Linked DNA regions of Capra hircus: region 2 is linked to region 1. Evidence: chromatin contacts called from public Hi-C data. All regions are on one chromosome and are shown on one strand. The core of a region is the stretch at or near the end of the contact, and the rest is flanking DNA. Distances in the headings are between cores, read along the strand shown. Region 1 overlaps UVRAG (UV radiation resistance-associated gene protein). Region 2 overlaps DGAT2 (diacylglycerol O-acyltransferase 2).

What was found. Hi-C and Micro-C count contacts between places; a contact is called where the count stands out from the background.
Region 2: a Hi-C map of liver shows a contact between it and region 1, with 1.8 times the contacts expected there. The contact joins two enhancer-like sites. A contact is called at or near these places in 3 of 5 Hi-C or Micro-C datasets (blood and liver).

What each region holds. Positions count from the first base shown.
Region 1 is chr15:27,658,966-27,666,042 of ARS1.2, forward strand. It overlaps UVRAG (UV radiation resistance-associated gene protein), which reads right to left. Exons shown (of 15, transcript XM_018059329.1): 2 at 6,658-6,775. Among named protein-coding and RNA genes, the nearest start is that of UVRAG, 37 kb to the right of the region's middle. Within about 2 kb of position 3,401, at least 1 of the 5 cell types and tissues checked has an H3K27ac peak or open chromatin away from gene starts, as enhancers often do.
Region 2 is chr15:27,723,129-27,730,180 of ARS1.2, forward strand. DGAT2 (diacylglycerol O-acyltransferase 2) reads right to left here. Exons shown (of 8, transcript NM_001314305.1): 5 at 2,768-2,972; 6 at 2,027-2,201; 7 at 1,021-1,223. Among named protein-coding and RNA genes, the nearest start is that of DGAT2, 27 kb to the right of the region's middle. Within about 2 kb of position 4,418, at least 3 of the 5 cell types and tissues checked have an H3K27ac peak or open chromatin away from gene starts, as enhancers often do.

The sequences.
Region 1 (7,077 bases), core at 2,151-4,650:
AAAAAAGCAGGTTTTATGAGAGAATTTACCACAGGATACAAATTTCTACAATTACATGAACAACATTTATCTTAAGTGATAGGGTTAGGCTGCTTACTTTTATTTACTGCTTGGCAATTTTTAAATTTTTCTATTTTGAACAATTAAATAAGAGAAGGGATAATTCTAATTGTTTTTAAAAGGAAACTTTTCTTGATGAATATTTAAGTTACTGATAGTTTTTGGATATTTCAAGTAACATTATATATAATCTTTGAAAGATATATATTCTAAGACACATGAACCTATAAGACAGACTTCAAGTGAAATGGCAAGATAAAAGGAAAAAAAGCTTGAATTTGATAGATATTGCCAGATTGTTCTCTATAAACACTGTACCAATTTACAGTCCCACTCAACAGTAGCCAACCCTACACATCTGTTTGTTTTCAATTAGCTAATTCGCTGGCTGTGCTGGGTCTCCACTGCTGCACGCGGCGTTTCTCTAGCTGCGGAGAGTCGGCGCTACTATGACTGCGGTGCACAGGCTTCTCGCTGCGGCTTCTCTTGTCTCAGAACACAGGCTCTAGGCACTCGGGCTTCAGTAGCTGCAGCACATGGGCTCGGCAGGGCCCAGACTGCAGGCTCAGCAGCTGCGGCACACGGGGCCTAGCTGCTCCACAGCACATGGGATCTTCCCAGAGCAGGGATCAAACCCATGTCCCCTGCACTGGCAGGTGGATTCTTAACCACTGGACCACAAGGGAACCCCAACCTTTTCATTTTTTCCCAAACAGTTAACCAATGCCAATCATAAATTGGCTACATACATGTGTGTGTATATATATACATATGTTCTTTTCTAATATACATACATATACTCTAATTCATTCCCAATATGTTTCTGGGGGGGGAGAGTTTTGGGGCTAAAATTGTGTTCCTTGTTATTACAAGGTACTTTCACTTAATATAGTTTTGTATTGCCTAATTTGCTCCAAGTATGCAATATTTTTTAAAGCAGTGGAAAAAAATTAAAGCTATTCCTTTTTTCTTTTGAGAGAATTCCTCAGCTTAATCTGTAAAGTGTCTAAAGAGTCTCCAACATATATATCTTCAGCTCTAAAAAAATGAACAGCATTATTATTTTTTTCAAAACTTTGCTGACTAGCTATATACATACATAAATGAAACTACACAATTTGCTTTCCCCATTAGATGCTCAAAATGGACTTGCTAATTTTAATGGAGAAAGGTCAACAAAGGAGCCATAGAGTTTGGAAAGGACTCACCAAGTCTAAAGGAATTTCTGAAGTGTTAAATGTGGGCCTACACTGTCTACCATTCTGCTATACTTTGACTGTCGATAAATCAGCAACATGGTGCACAACAAAATAGTGAATTCAGGAGAATTTAAAGTGAAAAAAACAGTTCCAGTCCCCAATGCACCATGTATAAGTTTGACCCTGGACAAGTCAATTAACTTTCCTGGGCCATAGTTTCTTCACCTTTAAAGGAGAATGACACCTGGAAAATAACAGGGCTGTTATGAGGCTCAAATGAAATACTGAATTAACAATACTTTATAAGCTATCATTGTTATTAATATAATTCTGTGAATTTTCATTAATTCAACTTGAGCAAAACTATTAGACAAATAAAATTTCAAAAAGATATCATGCAAGACTAGTTCTACATGAAAGGGACTATTAGATACAAATGCTTCTCTATCCATGCTAAGACCTAAGCAAACAAAGCAAGCAGAGATTGCAAAGCATGGTTCCAACGGCATGTCAAAACATGCTATTATATAGCATTCCATTTATTTAACAAATGCTTTTTAGTATCTCAACTTCACTCAGAAAAGAAGAAACAAACTTTATAAACTATTTTCCAACTATCAGATTGGCAAAATTTCACAAGTTTGATTGCACAGTCTGCTGGTCAGGCTGTAGGGAAAAGGGTACCCATACACAGCAGGTGGGAACATCGACAAGGACAATTTTGTAATATTCGTACTTCCACTCTGGAATTTACCCTAAAGCCTTACTAGCACTCACACAAAATAATATATACCAATGAAACTGTTCATGGCAATGCTGTCTATATAGCAGAAGACCAGAACAACTAAATGCTCATCAAAAGAAGTCAGTTAAATAAATTATGGCATGACTGTTCAATGCAAAACAGAAAAAAAGAAAATTAGAGAAGCTCTTTATGAAATAATATGGGAAGACATCTAAAATATATTAAGTGAAAAATGCAAGGCACAGAAACATATATATACACATATACAATTGGTACAATTTTTACTCACAATTGCATAAAGAATATCAGTAAAGATAAACCAGGTACAGCAAAAAAACTAGCAAGATGAAACAGATGAGAGGAAGATTTTAATATAAACCTTCATATATATATTTTGAGCCATGGACTATATTAGCTATTCAAAAATTAAATGAAAATATCTGGGGGCTTACTTTGTGCCAAGCATTAATCCAAGTATTGGAAACAGAGAAATTTCTACTCAAATGGAGCTTATATTAGTGGAGAGAGACATGCATTAAGCAAATAAGTAAACATACAGTTATGTCAGACAATCTGGAGTATCGTGGAGAAAAATCAAACACAAAAGACGGGGAGAAGAGTTGCAATTTTTAAAAGGGTTAGTCAGTGATCAAGCAGAGTTTCTCTGAGGAAAGATCTGGAGTGAAGACCTGAAAGAAGGCAGAGGAGCTAGTCATGTGGCCATCAGGAGGAGGGTCCAGGCAGGTGCCTTAAACTGAAGCCGATCTGAATTCAAGAAAGGCAAGGGCAATAGGCATGGAACAGAGAGAACTAGAAGAGGAGAAAGAGATAAGTGCCGAGAGGTGAGAGACGGCCAGTTCATGAAAGGCCTAGGAAACAAGAACTTTAGCTTTTACTCTGAATGCAACACGAAGCCACTGGAGGCTTTGAGGGGAGGAATAACAGGACCTGACTTTCATCTTAACAGGATCTCAGTTGAGACCACACTGAAAAGAGTGCGTGGGCAGACAGACCTGTTAGAAGTCTACCTCAACAATTCATGCATGATAGTCTGGAGGTAGTAAGAAAAGAGAAGATTATAGATATATTTTGGTAGTAAGAACCAAAAACATCTGCTGAAAAATTGGGTATGGAATATAAAAGAGGACAATGCAGGGTGATTCCAAGGTTTCTGGCCAAGCAAATGGAAAGAGTTGCCATTTTCTGATAGAGGGATGAATACAGGAGACAGATCAGGGTTAGAACATCAGACTCACTGCTGAATCTATCGAGTTTAAGTCACCTCCTAGGCTCCAAATGGAGATGCACAGTAGGCAACTGAATACATCAGTATGAGTTCAGGGAGGAGGCGAAACTAAAGAAACACATTTGTAAGCTGTTAGAGTGACAAGTGATATCTGAAACTATAACACATGCATGAGACCCCCAGACTGAACTATGTAGAGGTCATCTTCTAATGCATCAAAATAACTGGCTGGCATTCCAGGAAAGCACAGGCACTCACATTTCATGGGGGAGAAATAACTATGGCTAAAGAACAAACTTGATTTTATAAAACTTCCAAGTTTAAGAAGGAACCAGTATTAGAACTAGTTCCTCAACCACTGACACAAAGCTTTGTTCTCTGAGAATGTAATAAATGGTGTTCAATTTGAACTACCTGAGAAATAGACAATCTCCTAAGAGCACTAAAAAAAGTGTCAAAAATCAAAAAAAACTCACTCATAGCTTCTTACGCTCTGCTGTGAATTCAGCTGAAATAAAAGAATAACGAAGAAATCAGCATTTTAGATATTCTTCCAAATAAAAAAAAAAAAAACCAACTTCTTCTGAAACTGAGAAATGATGCCACTAGGCAGGTGGTACAGGAGGCTTTTAAGAAGAGCCCATGGGCCTTCCATTGTGGTCATCCTACACCAAGGGCCACACGATGATCACGCAACGGATATTCACGTTTACCATCACAGCTCCAAGAAGACAGTTCAGTCCAGTCGCTCAGTCGTGTCCCACTCTTCGTGACCCCATGAATCGCAGCACGCCAGGCCTCCCTGTCCATCACCATCTCCCAGAGTTCACCCAAACTCATGTCCACTGAGTCGGTGATGCCATCCAGCCATCTCATCCTCTGTCGTCCCCTTCTCCTCCTGCCCCCAATCCCTCCCAGCATCAAGGTCTTTTCCAATGAGTCAACCCTTCGCATGAGGTGGCCAAAATACTGGAGTTTCAGTTTCAGCATCAGTCCTTCCAATGAACACCCAGGACCGATCTCCTTTAGGATGGCCTGGTTGGATCTCCTTGCAGTCCAAGGGACTCTCAAGAGTCTTCTCCAATACCACAGTTCAAAAGCATCAATTCTTCAGCACTCAGCTTTCTTCACAGTCCAACTCTCACATCCATACATGATCACTGGAAAAACCATAGCCTTAACTAGACGGACCTTTGTTGGCAAAGTAATGTCTCTGCTTTTTAATATGCTATCTAGGTTGGTGATAATTTTCCTTCCAAGGAGTAAGTGTCTTTTAATTTCAGGGTGTATTAATTAGGCTTACTAAGTAAAGAGTTTTCTGGCTCCTCCTATGGCAGTGAAAAGTTACAGAGCCGACCATGCAGCCCCAACAAGTCTATTATGTCAATAGACTTCATTCAACCATGACATTCTGGAGCAGAGGGAAGTTTCAGGAATCATCAATCCTCTCATTTTAGAAATAAATTAACAGCACACAAGAGGAACTAAATGCCACAGCCAAAGGGCTTGCCAGTCAGTAACAGACTCAATACCACTACTAGACACTGGACTTCCCTGTGGTCTGAAACCAGCTAGTCCCTTATTGTGTTAATAACCATTTTATTGAAATAACTTCAAGAAACAGTCCAAAAAAAAAAAAAAATATTCCATAATAACTTCTAAGCTCAAGATATAAAGTGAACTAGAGAGGACAAGGAAAAAAAACAACAACAAAAAAAATCACTTTGTTTTCATTGTATCTCTTGGACAAGTTTTTATATCATGGTCATCAACCAGTCCCATGACTACCCTTTTTAGAAACTACTATTATGCATGTTAACATTACAATTCCACTAATAATTGCTATCATTTACCAAATACTTAAAATGTACTAAGTTCAATGTCAGTAACTATTATCAGAGGTAACACTAGAGGAAGAACTCAGAAGTTCTAACAAAGACAACCAAGAACTGATTATATGGAAACCTTTAAAAAATGTAAAGTACTTTGGCATTGTCATATATTGCTAGTGATGAAGCCAATTAGTGAGCAGCAGACCAAACCTAATAAGATCTGCAAAAATCCGTATACCCTTAGCACAGACAGTCACCAAACTGTTTCATTTTTCTTCTGGACACAGAAGACAATATTTTCCCATGCCCTGTTCACCTAAAAAGGATGATGTAACTGATATACGGCTAAGGGCATGTCATGGAATTGATGTGGAACATTTCCATTTAAAAATCTCCCTCAAATAATCCCTCTCCCTTGCCATACGAGAAGCATCATTCCAAAACAGAAGCAGCCTGGATACCTGAGCCACCAGTCAGAGGAGAACTGCCAGGCCAGTATCTGATAAGTAACAACTACACTGAACTTTGTTCGGTTGCTCAGTTGTGTTGACTCTTTGCAACCCCATGGACTATAGCACGCCAGGCTTCCCTGTCCTTCACCACCTCCCAAAGACCGCGCAAACACTGAACTCAGTGTTTAAGAAATTTATTATGCCAAGACACTGAACGACTCATAGCATTTGTTATAGTAGCTAGAGTTACTCGTTCAGATTAATACAATTGTTTTAAAAATATGCAGTGGTTAGAACGAAACCGAAGAATGAAATAAAACTGTAAAAATGGTGGAATTTACAGTCCTTGTTTCTTTGTCCAAAAACTACATAGCAAGCTATTTCAGTATATAGTATATATACTTGTATATAGTTGGTATATAGTTACAAACTGTTACATAGCTGGTATATAGTTACATACTAGCTGAAATAGCCAGAGCTAATATCAATGTAGTTTTAATCCTAATTCAATATTCCTGCCATTATACTATTTTTCCTCTTTTACAGTTTTCAACATAAGTCAACTGATTATGTCCAAGTGTCTTTTGCCTAATATGTATTCAAAAGGTGCTTGTAGTTCTGAATCAAATATTTGATGTCCTCTTAGAATTATCACTTATGGAAGAATCCACATTTCAGTATGAGGAAATGAATTCAAAGAAACCATGCAATTCTAAAAATGAGCCCATATACACAAAGAATTACAGATATGATAAGATATGAACTAGGTCCAAATTTTACCACAAGACTAAAGGAATCAATTCTATTTTAAAGATAAGCAAATTAGTACTAGATACTAAACTCAAGTAACCTATTTAAAATGACAGCTACTGAATAATTAAACATTAACATTCATGAAGGAATGATAAATTTATCATTGTAAGGCTCAGCTATCCAAAAGAACTATCCAAAAGACATGTTTCTTCAATATATATAACAATGGCTCAAGAAATGTTTTCAGATAGCATGATAACTTAGTTCTCTAATAAGCAATACTAGCAAGAGATGCAGACAATCATTTGTGTTACAAAAGAATAAAAATGAGATCTAACGATCTGTGGGTGGCAAGTCCAGATTCTCTTACCTTTGAATACCTTTTCAGTGTTACACAAGTGAAGTGTGAAGTAGGTATCAAGGAGCTGATGGCCATTCCTATTAACAATGTTCCGGGCAGCAATGTTCCGAAGATGTCTAAGACGACGCTGAAACACAAAGAAAAACAAAAAGAGGAGCATTCAGTTTTTCCTCTTCTAAAACCTTCTGAAAGCTACAATTCAAAGATAAAATTTGGTAAGTTGTCCCAGTCATTTATTTGTTGAGCCAGCAACCTTAACCCAGTCTTTTACTTATGCCTCAGCATCTCTTCTGTTAAATAGGAGTTATTATTGCCCTATATCATTTACAAAGCTGTTGGAAGCATGAAATAACAGAAATGAAATATTCTTGGAAAGTATAAATATTATATAAATCCTATATACCTGTAGAATAGCATCAGTATTTCCTG
Region 2 (7,052 bases), core at 3,168-5,667, 65 kb after region 1:
CGGACAAGACTGAGCAGACAGGCCTTTTATAACTCCTTTTCCATTCAGGAGTCCCAAGGATCACGTTAAAATGCAAATCTGAATCGCCCTTCCCCCAAACCCTCAAGCAATTCTCCATTCTTAAGGTGAAGAGCAAACTCCTTCACCCTGGGCACCAAACCCTATCCTTCTCCAGCCACCCTGTGCAAGGAAATGTTCCTGCTGTCTCACAGACATCAGACCTGGTGTGGTGTATAACAAGAGTCAGGGTGAGTCTGGGTCATGGGATTTAAAATGCAGGAAGTGGATCTCTTTGGAAAAAGTACAAAGCAAAACTTCTGGCCCTGATAACAACTCTAAGTATTTATGTGAGCTTTGGCCCCTGAAGTCCATGGCTTGTGGCCTCCATGCTCTTGTGTGAGTTCTGGACTGTGAACCATTAACAGATACACACACACTCCTACAATAGATAATTCCTTGGAATCCTCTAAATTGTCTCATATAAAAGCAACACAACATGGCTGGGGGTGAAGTGCAGCGTTTTTTGCTCCACTTCTCATAGACTTCTGCTCCAATCATATTGATTTCTTTCTGTTCCTCAAAAATCTATGCAATCCTGCTGTGAGAACTTCCTTTAGGCTATTGTTTCTGACAAAAAAGCCTCTTCCTCTTCTTTTTCTCAGGATAATTCCTATTTGGCCAAGAGTGTAAGAGTCACTCTTCCCTGAGATCCACTAGGACCCTCCAGAGCACATCCTTCTCACACCCCCCGCCGTCGGTCTTTACTGTAAGGGGGTCTTCCCTGATAGACTCATGATCTGCAAACACAGAACTGCTGAGTCCTGCTTTCTCATCCAGACAGCTTAGTTCATGGTAATGGAACTATCCCCCATCTCCCACCCACACCCATCACTGCTATCAGCACCCAAACAGCTCCATGTCGTCGTGGTTTAGAGCACGGACATCAGTGCCAGGGGCCTGGATTTGACTCCTAACTCTGCCACTAAACTAGCTGTGGCACCCGAGTTTAGGGGAGCTTACCGACAGTGGTGATGGGCTTGGAGTAGGGCACCAGCCCCCAGGTGTCGGAGGAGAAGAGGCCTCGACCGTGGAAGATGCATGGGGCAAAGCCAATGTACTTCTGGAACTTCTTCTGCACCCATCGGCCCCAGGAGCCCTCCTCAAAGATCACCTGCTTATACACCTCATTCTCCCCAAAGGAGTAGATGGGAACCAGGTCGGCTCTGGAGGAGAGAGGCCGGGGTCTGTCTTGGCCCAATCACTGGCTTCAGTCCCCCCTGGCAGCCCCAGAGGCCCCAGACACCAGCCAAATTGCCCTCCCTTAGGGCTGTACAAGAGTCACCTGGGGGACCCCAAACCACATGTCCCCTCAGGGACAAATGAGGACAGGCCCCCTGCCCCTGTTGGCAGGTAGGGATCATGTCCGGGTTTTACAACATGGCCCTGACCAGGCCCTTTAGCCTCACTTGGTTTTCTCAAATGGAAAAAGGGGATGGCATTCCTGCAGGACTTTGCAGGAGAATCCAACGGGGCGGTAGAAGTAAATGTGCTCTAATGAAGTGTGCTGAACAGGTGGCTACAAAATGTGCCCCTGGTTTTCTAGAAAAGGTCACAGAAACCCAAGCTGCCCTGCTCCTCTCTGCCTGTCCTCAGGGTTACTGCTCCAAGAAGCCTTCCTTGATATTTCCAGCCACACGCTATTCTCCTTCCTGGCCTTCTGCATCTCCTAGCTGTGTGACAGGCTTTGGCATAGGGCACACAGTCCTGCCTCTGGGCCTGGCAGGCCTCTCACCCCACCTTCCGGGGCCCAGGAGACTCAGGCTGCATTTTTGTCCACCCAGCCACCCTTGGGCTGAACCTCTGGTCTCCAACATCCCCTTCCACCACGGATGGTTAACTCCCTTCTCTGCCTTCCTAGAGTCTGGGTCCTGCCTCCAGGAGGCAAGGAGCTGCTGCCCTGGGCTGAGCAGAGCTGTGGCGGGGTGTGGGCATGCGTGTGCACACACGTGTGCTGAGACGCACTCACCCATGGCGCAGGGCCAGTTTCACAAAGCCCTTGCGATTGCGCAGGGTGACTGCATTCTTGCCGGGCATGGAGCTCAGGGACTCAGCCGCGCCCCCCACCACGATGATGATGGCATTGCCGCTCCCATTCTTTGAAAGCAAGTAGTCTATGGTGTCCCGGTTCACTGGGCAGATGCCTGGGGAGTGGAGGGGGGACACACAGTCAGGGATGGACTTCCTACCTTCTGCACATGGTCAAATATAAACAGAGCCCTGGATTTGGTTCCCAGACCTAGCCCAGCCACTTAGAAGAACAGCCCCACATAAGTCATTCTATTTTCTGAGCCTCAGCTTACTTATCTGTAAAATGGGGATGACACAGGGTTGTTTAGGGATTGCATTCATTTGACAAACATTCCCTGAGGTCCTAACTCTGCTGAGTGGTGCCAGGTGCCAAGGAATCCCAATAAGTCGGGCCGGTGGGGATCAAGGTGGACAGAATATGAGAGTCATGGACAATGATTAGATTGTGTGAAGGGCAACACAGGGCCTGGGGATGCCCAGAAAAAGGGGTCAGAGAAGGTTTCCTAGGGATGACGTTATGCTAGTTGAATCCAGATCATATGAACAGTTCTCTCACCCAGCCCTGAGACACCGGGCCGTGGCTGGCCACATCTCACAGGACCAGACACTAGAGCACAGTGGGTTGGCTTCCTGCCCAATGGAGAGGCTCAGACAGGGGTACTCAGAGGTGGATTCTCACCTCCAGACATCAGGTACTCGCGCAGCACTGGCATCCGGAAGTTGCCGGCCAGCGTGGCTAGGTAGGGCCTTATGCCAGGGAACTTCTTGCTCACTTCTGTGGCCTCTGTGCTGAAGTTGCAGAAGGCACCCAGGCCCATGATGCCATGGGGATGGTACCCAAAGATGTAGTTCCTGCTGGTCAGTAAGTTGTGTGTCTTCACCAGCTGCAGGGAAGACCTTGGGTCAGAGCAAGCTGGCCAGGAAGGGGTACCGGGGAACACCCAGAGGTGAGGGAAGCACTGGGCATGCCCTGCTCCCCAGAGTCTGGGTCTGAAGGGCTGGAGTGACTCCCCCTAGACCTCAGACTCTCATCACGGGGGCCTCAGTGCTGGAGACTTGAAAGTCACCATTGGACTTCGAGTCCCTGGGAAGGGAGTAAGACACTTCCTCATTCCCTGTTTCTCCAGCCAAACACACCAAGTCCTCTTAATTGCACTCTGCCAGCCTCCTTCATTCCCTCCCTCTGGGCCCAGCCCCCTCACCACAGCCAGAGTGACGGCTCTAAAAGCCCAGCGAAATCTCCCTCCCTCTCAGATAAAGAGGGATGTCCAGCTCCCAGCGGGGTAAAGTCCAAGTCCCTAACTTTGGCCGGAGAAGGGACAGAGCGTCTGGCCTGAACAGAAACTTCCTCCCAGGCAGCCAGACTCAGGTCAGGCTCCGATGCAGGAAGGACAAGGACAAGTCACAGCCCTGGTGCCAGCCACACTGGGGGTGGGGAGGTCAGCTGTGCAGCTGGGGTGGCTGACCTGCGGTGCTATCCACAGAGCTGTCCTGGGATGGTCTCGAGGGTGATTGGCTTCCTTGGGGCCCACCCCTCGCCCTGGGGCTGGCGGCCTGGACACTGGGGTGGGCGGTGCAAAGTTGCCCTAATCCCTAAGAGGCGCCCACCCAGCACTACAGGGAGCACCAAGGGGGTGGAAGGTGCTAAGAGGGATGGAGAGGATGGGCATTCTGTTCAGAAAACATTACTTTTTTCCCAACTAGAAAAATAATGAATAATCAGAGAATTTTAAAAATACAGGAAAGTCAGAAGAAAGTCAAAAGCACCTGTCATACTTCCCTCCAGATAAACCACTCTGACGTGTTGAGTTTTTTTCTACTCAAATACACATGTTCTTTTTTAAAAATCTCCAAACTGAGGTCATATGGTTGATATAACTTTTATGTAACTACCTCCCAAGCATATCAAAGCTTTTTTATTTTTTTCTTATCAGAATCCCTCAGTAACATGTCTTCTCACAGCTATGCTACATGAATAGGATTGTTATCAAACCTACCCAGATAAAAAGCTTCGAAAAGCTTCTAAAATTTCCCTCAGAAATAATGCTTCCATAGATACCTTATTTTTGTCTTCATGTCTGCATTCTTAAGACAAACTTCTAGAAAGACAGCTCGCGGGTCAGAGGGTAGGACCACTTTGGTCTGGTGGGCTGCCCTGCCTCTGGAGACAGGGTGCTGAGGACATCCCTACCAGCAGTGCCTCAAGGCTCCCCCTGCCCTGCGCTGGGCCAGCGGGAAGCAGAGTGCCCAGCTACCAGCAGAAGAGCAAGCGCTGGGGCTTCCATGACTCTGGATTTGGAAACTGCCTGGCCGAGGGAAGGACGTCGTGCTCAGCTTGAGGGGGTGGGGTGCTGGTGACTGGTCTCCAGGAAACTGAAATCTGAATCTGCAGGCGATGGAGGCCAGAAGGGGATGGGAGTGAAGGCAGCCGGCATACCTCCCAGCTCTGTAACTACCAGGACATGTCAGCGTGAGCCAGATCCCCTGTGCTGTGTACCCGGATGCTCGGGACATTTGTACTCTTTCTTCCTTCTTTGCCTTTGTTGAGCAGATTAAAACTCCTCAAAACCCCAAGTGATCTCCAGCTGCCCACCATATAAAAGGGGAGCAGTAGCAGCTGCTTCCACGGCTAGTGGGGATGCAGCTTGACATGAGCTCCGCGAGGCGGTGATTTTGGGGTTTTGCCCCTGAGAGCAGCTGCGCCCACCACTTTAGCTTTCGGGAAAGCCAGAATGAAAAAGCACCTTGTGCCAGTCTCCACAGAGGAGGAAGGCATGGAGGTGAGAGTGGAGGCGGCCAGTACTGGAATGGAAACCTGCTCCTGAGCTGAGGTGAGGGCCAGGCCCAGGAAACTACTGGACAGCGTGGGCTGGAAGAGCCCTGATCTGGGCCATTCCTTCGATTATGAGGTAGACTGAGGCCCAGAGAAAAGAGTTGCTGCTTCCCGGGGAGGTCGCAGCAGATTCTTCCCTACCTCTAGTCCTGGCCACCCAGCTGTGCTTTCCCTGGTCCTGAGATACAGATGGGCCACTTGGCGGAAGCTTGGCTGGTCCCTTAAATCATTTCCTCCCTGCACCTGAAGCCTCTGTCTGGTTAAGTGACGTGTCCTGTGGCAGAGTGCAGGTTCTTTGTCTCCAGTGCAGCAATTGGAAAAGTGCAGGCATCTGATATGGCTTTGATCTGACTTTGTGCCACACTCCTCCCCTGGGTGGACAGTGTCCACTCAGGGGGGAGGAGGAAGGGCAGTGCTGATGAAGGCTCTGTTGACGCACCTGATCTCATGTTCCCTGACTGTTTCCAATGGCAAAGTCTCAGCCCCAGGCGCTGGCCAGGCCTGGCCTGCCGGCCGACACAAGCCTGCAAGTCCAAAACAAGCCCAACACAAGGCTGCCTGTCTCCCTGGCAGCCACGGTGGTCAGATAGCTTTGTCCCAGCCTGGCACCTTATAGAGGAGGAAACTCAGAACCAGAGAGCAGAGACTCGCCTAAGCTCACATAGTGGGGCACCGGGGGCAAAGGAACGAAGGAATGAGAACACAGGCCCTGAGGCAGACACTGCCTTGGTTTCTATACCAGCCTCACACCTTGGGACAGTTCCTCTTCTCTGGGCCTCTGTAGGTCCATCTGTGAAATCAGGCAGATGGACAGATAAGTGACTGTAAGCTCAGAGAGTCTTTTCTAGTCTTTTCTCCAAAGACCCTGCCCATCGCCACTGGGAGAGGTGACCCGGGCACTGCCCACTCCTCTGCCAGGTAGCTGGTGGTCCTGGTGGCTGGTAGTGAACACATAAGGCCCACCTCTGCTGGGAGAAAGGATGCTCTCTGGGCCAGCAGAGCAGCTCTGGTGGCAAAGACCTTCACCGAAAAGGGAGTGGGGAGGTATAGGTGGGTGGGCACAGTCAGAGATCATTCCCCAACCAGTGGCAAGAGGCCAGGAAAAGGGTGTGGTACAGAAGGGTCATACACGACTCCCTCAATCCTGACATCAGTTCACAAAGGCCAAACTTCCCTGCACAGAAGAGGAGCCAGAGGTCCCGAGGGTCAGGGACTCTGCCAAGACCACCACCAGGGAAGGGCAGAACCCAGGATGAGGCATGAGGCCTCAGGCTCAGCCTGGCTTTGGTTCTGGCAGGACCTAGGGCCCCTCCCAGGGCCAGCTCACCTGGGGCATGTGGATGCAACCCCCAGCTGACTTCTTGGAACAGAGGTGAGACAAGGGACATGGGTTTTGTTTTTGCTCTTCAGGGAGGGTAGAGATCAGTGGGAAAGGGTACTCGTCTGTCCCAGCTCTGACCAACAGTCATCAGGTCATCCTGTTCCGGATGGAGGGAGCTATCAGCCTTGAAGAGGTTTCCTGGGGGGGCAGGCTACTCTGGGGCCCCCAAGGAAAAAGCCCCAGCAGAGAGAAAGAGTCCATAATCCCTCACAACAAACCATAATTTACCACTTTTCTAGCATGTGAACAGCTCCATGTCACAGAGAAGGAAAATGAGGCTTAGTGGGCTTGAGAAGCATGCTCATGCTCATAGTCCCATGTGCAGAAAGTGACAAAGTCCAGCAGGATCCATTAGAAGGGCAAGGGCAGGGACCAGGCACACTCTTCTGCATCCCCATGCCCAGCAGAGCCCAGCAGTGCACAGGGGCTAGAGTGCACTAACAGAGGCCAGCGAACAGAGGACCTCAGCGAACAGGGCAGGACCTCAACCCAGATCTCCAACAGCACAGCAGAGGGAGGGAGCCCCGTGCGGTGAGGCTCAACCCAGTGGGGCACACCTGGACTGCATCTCTCCCAGAGCAAGAGGCAGTAGGAATTCAGTGGGGAAGAGCGTGGGGCCCACATTCTAATACTAGCCCTGGCACGGAGTCACTGTGCAACTTGGACCAGTCCTTGTCCCTCTTTGGGACTTAGTTTCCTCACCTTCAAAATGAGAGGGTTGGGTCCTATGAGGCAAAATCCTCCTGGCAA